Linked DNA regions of Sus scrofa: region 2 is linked to region 1. A link is a contact called in public Hi-C data. All regions are on one chromosome and are shown on one strand. Each heading gives the region's core, a stretch centred on a gene start, on an enhancer-like site or on the middle of the called end of the contact. The rest is flanking DNA. Distances are from core to core; before and after follow the strand shown. Region 1 holds the start of CATSPERG (cation channel sperm-associated protein subunit gamma). Region 2 holds the start of SPRED3 (sprouty-related, EVH1 domain-containing protein 3).

Region 1 (5,305 bases), core at 1,401-3,900:
CAATCTGTGAAATGGGATGATAACAGCATCTACCTCATGGACTTGTTAGATAATTAAGCAATTTGATCTCCATAAAGCTCTTAGAACAGTGTCTGGTTCTCCATAAAATGTTGGCTAATGGTTATTCTCATTTCTGCACCTTGCTTTTTCATATTACATAGTTCATAATATGCATATAACTTTTCTAACATTCTCTTCTGTACTTTGCTTTTTTTCACCAACCCAGTGTAATTCAGAGATCATTCCAGAGGCATATGAATAGGTGTCATATATATATTTTTTTATTTTATTTTCTTTATTATTTTTTTTTTTGGTCTTTTTTCTATTTCTTTGGGCCTCACCCACGGCATATGGAGGTTCCCAGGCTAGGGGTCGAATCGGAGCTGTAGCTGCTGGCCTACACCAGAGCCACAGCAACGCGGGATCCGAGCCGCGTTGACCTACACCACAGCTCACGGCAACACCGGATCGTTAACCCACTGAGCAAGGGCAGGGACCGAACCCGCAACCTCATGGTTCCTAGTCAGATTCGTTAACCACTGCGTCACGACGGGAACTCCTATATATATTTTTTAAATGTCTGCAGTGCCTTCTCTGGGACACATCCCATAAGTTATTTCTATGTTTTATTCATGGATATGCGGGTGGCATGAATCATCACAGTAATAGAGGCACATCCCCCTGGTGGGGCTACATGCAGAATTGGGGGATGTTTGTCATGAGGAGACCCCAGTCTCTGCCTCTGTGGGTCTAGAAGGGCTCATATTCACAGCTGAGATTTCTTCTCTCAGATGAAGTTACCCTCCCTGGTCTGGGGAGGTGGGGAGTGCTGGGACTGGGGAGACTTCCACCAGCTCTTCATTTTCAAAGAACGTCTGTTCTGGGCTGTGTTGCCCTGAGTTGGAAACTTTACATCAGATGATGCTGATACTGATGGTCTGGGGATAACACCTTATGAACCAGTGCTCCAAAGCCTTCCATGCCTGTGATGCAGTGGGAAACAAAGATGCATTCCCTGACATCATGGCCTAGAGTGGTCAGGGGAAGGATGGGGGCCACTCAGGTATCACAGACAAGACCTGAAGGAAGGAAAATGGTCAGCAGGGGATAAAGTAGGAAATAGTATCCCAGAGAGTGTTATAGTTTGGACACAGTCTGGAGGAGAGCGAGCACCCCTGCTCAAGGACATTCAAGTTGCTCTGTGTGACTAGGCTTTGGACTACAGAGGGAGAAAAGAGATGAGCAGGACAGGAAGGACAACAGGGATGGGATCGTACAGGGCTCTGGAAAGCAAGCGAGTTTGGGTGTTTCCCTGGGGTCCTGGGGTGGCATGGAAAGCTTTAGAGCATTGGTTCATAAGGTGTTGTCCCCAGACCATCAGTATCAGCATCACCTGATGCAATTCTCCAGCCCCATCTCAGACTTACTGAATCAAAAATCCTGGAGATGGAGCCCAAAAATCTGTTTCAGCAAGTCCTTTAAGGCACATTAAAGTTGGAAAATCATGGGTTTTTAGAGTAAAGTCAGCTTTGCAGATCATCAAAAAGTCATGGTCTGGAGTTCCCCTTGTGGTTCAGCAGGTTAAGAACCCCACATGAGGATGTGGGTTTGATCCGTAGTCTCACTCAGTGGGTTAAGGAGCCAGCATTGCTACAAGCTGCTGTGTAGTTTGCATATGTGGCTCAGATCTGGCGTTGCTGTGGCTGTGGAGTAGCCGGGAGATGTAGCTCCAATTCGACCCCTAGCCTGGGAACTTCCACATGCTGTGGGTGAAGCCATTAAAAGGAAAAAAAAAAAAAAAAAAGGCATGATCTGAGTCTGTTAGGCATCAGAATACCAATGAAAACTAACTCATTGAATATTTATTTGTGCCAGGCATTCTTCATGTGTTAGCTTATTGACTTCCCAAAACAACTCTATGAGATGGCTGCCCTGTTCTGTAGAGGAAGAAGTTAAGCCGCAGGCGATCAATTCCCACATGGAGACCAAACTTTTTTTTCACTAGAATTGTGATATTAAAATCTGATTGAGTAGAAGGATGAGTAGGCCAGAACCACCAATAGGAACTCCTTGAAGACCTTCCTATCACAAACTTCGTCTCTAGCACCCTCTGCCGTTCAGGCCCCAAATGGGTGTGGAGCACCGCGCTGACTCTGTTCCCAAGCTGTAGGCGCTAGTTGGGATGCGCGTTACCATGGATACCGGCAAGCGGGGGAGAAGTTTCCTCGAGAAAGGCGGAAGTGGGTTGTAGAAGTGCTGTCGGCCATTTTGAGACCGGGCAAGAGGGGGCGGGACTGGAGCGGCGGAGAGACGGTTGACCGGTTTTAACCTAGTGACTGGTACCACGGGGCGGGGAGAAGGGGGTGGTGCCTGGTGCCATCCCCGGGAGGGATGCGGGGGGCGGGGGCGGGGTTAAGAAGGGGAGGGAAGGGGAGGAGGGAGGCGAGGAAGGAAAAGGCTGGGGAAAATTTGGAGCGCGGAGGGACTGGGCACAGTAGGGGCGGGGCAGAGGAAGAGCGGGGCAAGGCTAAGAAGCTGGGTGATGAATAGGGGCGGGGCTCGGAGAGGCGGAGCGTAGAGCCGCGAATTGTCCAGGGCATGGAAAGGAGTGGTGAGAAGAAGGGGTGGGGCCAAAAGGTGTCGCGGTTCGGGAGGAAAGTGAAGACAGAGAAAGTACTGACGCACAGGGTAGCGCCGGCAAGGAATGAGGAGACAGTGCAGGGCGAGGAGAGGGTGCGGAGCGAAGGGAAGACCAGTGGCGAGAAGAGTTCCCAAGGCAAAGAAACTGTATCTAAGGAGAAGGGGCGGGGCCACATGAGGGGGCGTGGCGAGGAGCAGGCTCGGGAAGAACAGCTCTCCCAGGAGGGAGAAGGACAGGTCGATAAAGGGCAAAAGCAGAGCGGGGAGCAAGAAACAGCCGAGAAACAGGGGAAGGTGCGGGGCGTGGGGCGGGTCCGGGAACAGGATCCGGAGAGGGACAGATCTAGAGCCAGGGCCCGGTACGTGGGCAGAGCCCGAGCACGTGCGCGGAGAAAGGGGCGGTGCGAAGAGAAGGGATGGGGCGGGGCAATAAGCAGGGTCGGAGCCAGGTACAGAGGGACTGGGGAAAATAGTTGTGGGGCAGTTAAATCGAGAAACAGAATCCGAGACGGAGTGAGGAGTAGGGGTGGGAGGCAGAGCAGGGGCAGAGCAAAGAAGGGTGGGGCAAGGTTAAGGGGTGAGAGGAGAAATCGGGGAGAAACCAGGGGCAGAGGCGTTGCCAGGAGCAACAGTAGGGGCGGGACCGGGAGTAGTAGCAGAGGTGGTGTCCGGAATTGCAATACTGGCAGGGCCTGGGGCACCGCCTGGGGTAGGGCCGTGGTCTGGAGCAGAAGTGGAGCCAGGAGCAAGAGTAGGGGTGGAGCCGGTAGCACTAGCAGGAGCGAAGCTAGAAGCAAGAACTGGAGCGGAGCTGGGAGCAAGAGTAGGGGTGTAGTTAGGAGCAAGAACAGGGGTGGGGCCAGAAGTCTGAGCAGGGACGGGGCCGGGGGTCCGGTGGGGGCCAGGCGCAGGAGCTAGGCGGGATCTCAGACGGCACCTACCAAGAGTTGTATTGCCGGCTGGTGACCTCCGCATTTTCCAGGTTGAAGCCACGTTGCCCACTGCCCCAACATGTCCCCTGCTGGCCCTGCGTGGCCGAGACTCCGAGTCCTGCGGGCGCTGTGGGCACTTCTGGTGGTGCTATTGGCACCATGGAGGTTGTGGGCGATAAAGGATACCCTGGAGTGCACCTGGCAGGTTGTCCTGAACAACTTTGAAACAGTAGGCAAGAACCACGCAAGCGATCGTTTTTTCAATCAAGAGCCCCTGGACACAGTGGACGAAGTGTTCAGCCTGCTGGTGGATGCACCCATCGACCCGGACGAGGTGAGGGGACTGGGGTCTGGAGAACGGGAGAGGTCCTGGACAGGCACCTCACTGGGCTCCAGACATTTGCCCAGCTTATCCTTGCAGAGATACCTGGGCTTTCCTTACTTCCTGAAGATCAACTACTCCTGCAGAGGAGAGGTGAGTGGGTGCAGCGGGGGTGGGCTCATTCTGTTCAGGCCTGTTTCTCCATCTCTAACATTTGAATAGCAGGGACCTTAAATATTCACAAAGATTCCTGTTATCCCACCAAGCACATGGTTGGTGCTCTATTAAAAAATAGAGGTATAGGAGTTCCCCTTGTGGCTCAGCGGTAACGAACCCGTCTGGTATCCATGAGGATGCGGGTTCAATCCCTGGCCTTGCTCAGTGGGTTAAGGATCTGGTGTTGCTGTGAGCTGAAGTGTAGGTTGCAGACGAAGCCGGGATTTTATGTGGCTGTGGCTGTGGTGTAGCCTGGCAGCTGCAGCTCTGATTCAACCCCTGGCCTGGGATCTTCCGGGTGTCACTGGTGCGGCCCTAAAAAGACATTATGTGTGTGTGTGTATACATGAGAGATTTCAGATAGCATAAAACTTACCATTTTAAAGTATACAATTCAATAACATTTAGTGTATTCACAAAGGTGTGCAACCATCACCGCTATCTTGTTCCAGAACATTTTCATCACCTCAAAAGGAAACACTGTACCCCCATCCCTCCAGCCCTGGAGACCACTAATCTACTTTCTGCCCCTGTAAATTTGTTTATTCTGGACATTTCATATAAATGGAATCATATGGAAGAAGCCTCCGGTTTCTTAGCATGTTCTCAAAGCTATGCTACAGCATGGATCAGTATTTCCTTCTTAGGCTTGAGTAGTATTCAGTTGTATGAATGTGCTGCATTTTGCTTATTCCTTCATTAATGGATGGACATTTGGGTTATTACCCATTTAGGGAGGGCTATTATGAACATGTTTTTGTGTAAACATGTTTTGACTTCCCTTCAGTATATACCTAAGAAAGGAATGACTGGGTCATATGTTAACCCTGTTTCACTTCTGAGGACCTGCTGTGCAGGCTTTCACATTCCCATCGACAGTGAGAGCCTTCCAGTTTCTCTCCATCCTCATCAGCACCTGTTATTGTCCATCTTTTTGACAGTAGCCATCTAGTATGTGTGAAGGGGTATCTCAATGTGGTTTTGATTAGCATTTGCCTCATAACTAATGATGCTGAACATATTTTCATATGTTCATTGCCCATTTATCTGTCTTTGGAGAAATGTCTATTCAAATCCTTTGCCCATTTCAATGTTGCATTGTAAAATCTCTTTTTATATACTGGATACTAGTTTATAAAGTAGTTCCTTATAAGATATACAAATTGTAAATTTTTTTGTGTGTTCCATACTGCGG
Region 2 (5,305 bases), core at 1,388-3,887, 50 kb after region 1:
CTCCATCACCGCCCTCTGCTTCCTGAGTCCCTCGAGGGACCTCTCCCGGAGAGCGAGCGGTCCCAGGAGCGGGCCCCTGCTTCAGGACCTCAGCGTAGGAGATGGCTCCCGAGGTAGCGGAGAAGAGTCCTGCACCTCCTCCGCCGCCCCCAAGAGAGGCTTTGGCTGCTAAGGAACTCGAGGCTGCCGCAGGGGGTAGAGGGGGCCCTGACTTGAAGGTGACTTTACACAGCAAGTTCAGGCCGGGCTCGGAGGCCGCCGGCAGGGCCATTTCTCCCTCGCCTGCTTGGGGAGGTGCCCCTCTGCGGGCACCGCAGGCCGTCTGGACCTCGCTACCGCGCCTGGCTTGGCTTTCTGTAGGGGTTGCGGCGGGTGTGGCCAGAGCAGGAGTGATTTTACGATCCAGGGGCTGCCGGTCGGAAGGTGGCGGTAGTGGTGGCTTCCGCAGCTCTGAGGGCGGTGGAATCGGGGATAGGGCCCTCGGGACAGGGTTGGAATCCTCTTCGGTTAGTTGCCGGGGCGGCGGCGGCAGCGGGCGGAGGCTCGGAGGGTCGCCCTGGCCGCGATGGCTCGCCTCCAGCAGACCGCGGATTCGGGGCACCGAAGTGCCCGTGGGTTTTCGCCACTTAGACGGCGCGGGCAGCAGGGTCCCCACGGGGGGCGGGGGTGGCGTAGAGACCGTGGCCGCAGCCGCCTCCTCTGAAGGAGGCGTCACTGGCGAGGGCAGTTCTAAGGTCAGGGGCAGGGGTGAGGGTGAGGCCTGGGGCTCCGGGGGTACCAGGAGTCCTGGGGGCGGAGAGCTGCCAGGGAACCAGACACCCAGCCCTCGAGCCAGGCGCATGGCTGGGGAAGAGGGGGTCACCTCGGGCTCCATCAAGGATGTCCGGCGGGAGTCGGAGGACCGGCCCGAGGCCTGCTCTTTTCGGGAGCCCCCGCCAGCGGACGGCTCCGACTGCACGTTCCCCATTTCTGACGGAGGTCAGGGACTGTGGTCAGAAAAACGTCAGCCAGTCAATCTATCAGGGCTGGGGGAAACCCACGAGGCAGAGTTGTACTTGGTCCTATCTATCCTCACCCGCCCTGCCCTTGTCCTCCGATATCCACTCGGGAACTAGTCTCTAGCCGCATTCCTATTTCTCTGCTCTTGACGTTCACATCTTCTTCCCCGTGGACCCATACAGCTGCTGTTCAGGTACAGAGTCCCCATTCTCTTAGTGTACTAAGGTTCAGTACCTGTCTTCCTATCTGGACCCTCAGATCACATCCCTTCGCTTTGACCACATCCGAGGTCTCTAGACTCCAAGACATAGGCCTTGCCCGCCTTCCTTGCCAGTTACTCAGGCCACAACACGCGTGGTGATTGTACTCTGTAGCTTGTAAGACCAAGGAGTACCAGCTTCTCTCCCTGAACTCTCAACAAGGTTTCTTTGGCCCAGGCCCCGCCTCCTCCCTCTGGTCCCGCCCCCGATTGTCAGGGAATCGGGCCTTCTCAACCAGACCCCCCAACCCTCCCCAGGTCTGGCCCCGCCTCCGCTTAACAAATCCAGATATTTTTGTCGTGCTAACCCCTCAGTCCTCACCTCTAACCCTCAACTCCCTCTCAATTGATTATTTGGTTCCCGCCCTCTTCCCAGGCTTCACTGCTAAATTTCTTTTCCTGCTCCAGGTCTAGCGGCAGACCTCATACTCAGGCTCCACCCCTTCCCCCAAGCTCCGCCCTCGCTCCTCCTCTCAGAGGATCCCACTCACCGACTCCACCAGCCGACCGAAGTTCGGACCGCGGCCCCCTGGGCCCAGGGGAGGGAGGGGAACGGCCGCAGCAGAAAGTAACCGAAAAGAACGGGGCAAGCGGGCGAGGCAGCAAGAGCGGACCCCGAGACCTAGGCCCCGCCCATAGGCTCGAGCCCCCCGCCCCGTGTGCCAGCTTGAGCACTGCCCCTTAGGAACCTGGATCTCCCTTTGAAATACTCCAGTGTCTTCTTCCCCGCCCCCAGGCCTTGCAGTCCTAGGCCCCACCCCTGTAGAACGTTCTTTTAAGCCCCGCCCCTTCACAATGCCCCGCCCTCTCCGTTAGTTTCTCTCCTGAAGCTCCGCCCATTATGAACACAGCTGCGTAGCTCCTCCCTTTTGGAACTCTCCGTCGTCCGGCCCCTAAAGGCAGTTTACTTGTAAGCTCCGTCCTACAAGGACAACCTCTCCTCCCAAGACCCTCTTTCCTCTGGCTCGCCCAGAAGGCCCTTCCTCTGTGGATCCGCCCCTTCTATGACGCACGCGCTCGTCCGCGCCTCCCGCGTCTTCACTCTCCTTTTCCAGGCCCTCCGACCCCGCCCCCTAGCGATGCTCCCTTCTCGCCCCACCCCTTTTCGAACCCCGCCAGGCACCCCGCCACTCCCATTTAGAACCCAAAACATAGACCTTGCCTCTTTAGAACATCCAGAGCAAGCTCTGTCCTAGACTCCCTCCCTACATCCTCAGGGACCAATGGCACAGATGGGTGGGAAAGGAGGGGATCCTTTCTGGATCCTAAGAAAATGGGGGCTGGGGGGCTGTTCGCTGGAGCCAGGGCCGGGCTCTAGGACCCAGCGGGCAAGTGCGCCTGCCTCGCGCTTACCCCTCCCCCCAAGCCGCCCCCTCCCCCCCCATCTACCAGGTTTCCCCTCCCTCCCCCCTCGCCCCGGCTCCCGGTGCCCGTCTCTAGCGCCGCCGGAGCCAGCGAGGGAGCTGGAGCGAAGAGGAGGAGGAGGAGGAGGCCACGTCGCCACCGCTCGGAGCCCGGCCGGAGCCTTCCAGGCAGGTGCCGAGGGGGGCGAGGGGGCGGGGGCTGACAGACGGCCTGTCACGGTGAGGGGGCAGCCGGGACCGCGCAGCGCCTCCTGTCCACCGGGACGCCCCCAGACCCTGGCTGGAAGGACAAGGGGGTGGGGGCTCCTAAACTGCGCGGCAGCCATTTGGGGTACCAGTCTCCATTTGGGGGGGCCTGGACTTCCTACGAGGACACCCCATTCATAATTTCCGTACTGGACCCCCACCATTGAGGAAATCTGGGGACCACTCCCCCCAGGAAACAGATCATAGGGAGCGTAGGGCACCCAGAAATCCCGGCATCCCATCCCAGTAGGCCCTGGGGGGGGACCCCTGCCCTCTTTCTCTGCTTCACCTGTTGTCGGGGGAGGCGGGCGGACAAAGGAAGCAGCGTCACGTGACTGCTCATTCACAAAATCCCATCCCATTGAGAAAAGGGGGCTGGGGGCGCTGCGGCGGCCCCTTCCCCTCCCGAAAGGCTGGGGAAACCCGACAGCCTGCTGGTGGGGGAAGGGGCTAGAGCTCGTGGCTTGGGTGCTTGAGGCTGGGGCACCAAGGTCCCTGCGCTAGGTGGTAGTGAGGGGTTGGAGGCTGATCCTGATTGCTGGGCGGAGGGCTATGGTCCCTGAACAGGGGGGAGGGGGGCTGGGGGGCGGGGTAAGATGGTTCTGAAGGATGCTGGGGCCGGGAGAGGGAAGAGGAGGGATCAATTCCCCCCTCCCCGCCCGCCTGCCCGCCCGCAATCTCTCCCCCTTGCCTTTCCTCGGCAGGGGCCTGAGGGAGCAACCTTGATTTTGTGAATGAAATGCTCTCTGGATGTGTCTCGGTCGCCCGTTCCTGGCTTCTTCTGCCTCCATCTCCCTTTCGGCCTGTCTCTGGCCATTTCTGGTTCTCTCCCTGCTCTCTGCCCATCTCCCGTTGCCGGGTGACTCAATGAGCTTTGCATCCGGTCTCATTCATAAATCCGGGAAGGGGTGGGGGGAAGAGAGCCTGGGTTTCTCACCCAGCCAGTGGCCTGGGCGGCAGGGTGCGGAGGCAGTGTAGGGGGGACTGGGGCTGAGTTGATGGGCTCTAAGAAAATACATATGCGCAGGCACCCAGCTGTGAGGGGGACGATGGGTGGGGCTGTGGGTACGTGCAGAGGGAGGAGAAGGAGAGAGGTTGATAGGGGATGAGCAGGAGGAGGAAGGGAAGTGGAAGAGCAAAGCTATGGGGGGTGAGGACGGGCAAGATGGGGAGAGGGAGAAAAGGTGGGTAGGGAGAAAAAAGGTAGCTATGGAGGAAAAGGTAGGCATGGGAGGAAGGAGATGGCAAGAGGAAGAAAGAAGCAGTGCTGGAGGAAGGTGGGCATGGGGAAGAAGATGGGCAGAAGAGACGTGATGGGGACGGGGAGAAGGTGGCATGGGGTGGAGGTGGGTATGGAAGGTGAGGTACAGGCTGGCTGAGGGTGCAGTAGATCCAGCTGAGGGAGCTGAAGAGGGGAGGTGAAGGATGGGGGGGACACTGAATAGGAGAACAGGATTGGGGCTCACTGACGGTGTTGTCTCTGTCCCCCCCAAACTCCTCCAGGTACATGGTTCGGGTCCGAGCCGTGGTGATGGCCCGAGATGACTCCAGTGGGGGCTGGCTGCCTGTGGGGGGCGGGGGCCTCAGCCAGGTGAGCGTATGTCGGGTCCGAGGGGCCAGGCCCGAGGGGGGGGCCCGCCAGGGGCACTACGTCATCCACGGGGAGCGCCTCCGGGACCAGAAAGTGAGCCACCCTGGGGCATGGGGGTGGTGTGGGGTGTGGGGAAGTAGGGGAACGGGGCTGGGAATGCAGAGGTGTGGTCCGGTCATCTCCCAGCCCGGATCAAACCGGGGTGTGGGATGGAGTTGGAAGTGAATGTCTGTCCTCTGGATACGAGTTGAGAGTTTCCGGACTACTGGGGCTATGAAGCAGGTCCTGTCCACTGCCACTGCCTGCTCGACTGTCACAGCAGCCTCCCCCCTGGTCTCCTTGCCCTGCTCCTGCTCCCTCCCCCACCTTCGGTCTGTTCCACAGGGGCTGTGCTAACACCTGACTCAGATCACATCCCTCCTCTGCTCAGAACCCTCCCCGTGGCTCCATCTTGCTCAGAGATCCTCACCAGGAGGCATTTACACCACGGGCCCCTGACTGCTCTAAATATATGGAGGCATTTGGTGGGGGCCCATCTGGAAGTGTCAGAGAGGGTTTACAATCCTATTGTGGGTTCAGCAGGAATATTCTGGACTGTCTGGCATGAAGTGGAAAGAGATGTTGACGTTTCAGCCAGGGAGGTAGTAGAAAGAACTGGATTGAGAAGGCTTGGGGTAAGGGTTGCCTTTCAGAACAGAGGGTGGAAGGAAGCGTGTAGGGGGATTTGAAAGGGTGTAAAAGAATGCAGTTGTGTTGGGCCAGAAAATGAGGGACCATCCGAGGTGTTGACTAGCATCAGAGGGGAAAGCTGTGGGAGCTGGAGACGAATTTGAGGGGTAGTGTTTG

What was found. Hi-C and Micro-C count contacts between places; a contact is called where the count stands out from the background.
Region 2: a contact with region 1 is called in a Hi-C map of embryonic fibroblasts, with 2.1 times the contacts expected there. The contact joins the promoter of SPRED3 here to the promoter of CATSPERG in region 1. A contact is called at or near these places in 2 of 47 Hi-C or Micro-C datasets (both in embryonic fibroblasts) and 1 of 2 datasets of contacts at active chromatin or transcription factors (alveolar macrophages).

What each region holds. Positions count from the first base shown.
Region 1 is chr6:47,249,657-47,254,961 of Sscrofa11.1, forward strand. It overlaps CATSPERG (cation channel sperm-associated protein subunit gamma), which reads left to right and starts at 2,651. Exons shown (of 27, transcript XR_002344645.1): 1 at 2,651-2,877; 2 at 3,623-3,906; 3 at 3,994-4,047.
Region 2 is chr6:47,299,574-47,304,878 of Sscrofa11.1, forward strand. SPRED3 (sprouty-related, EVH1 domain-containing protein 3) reads left to right here and starts at 2,638. Exons shown (of 6, transcript XM_021094342.1): 1 at 2,638-2,790; 2 at 4,372-4,459. The coding sequence starts at 4,376. It overlaps GGN (gametogenetin), which reads right to left and starts at 2,003. Exons shown (of 3, transcript XM_005664585.3): 1 at 1,750-2,003; 2 at 1-986. The coding sequence starts at 967.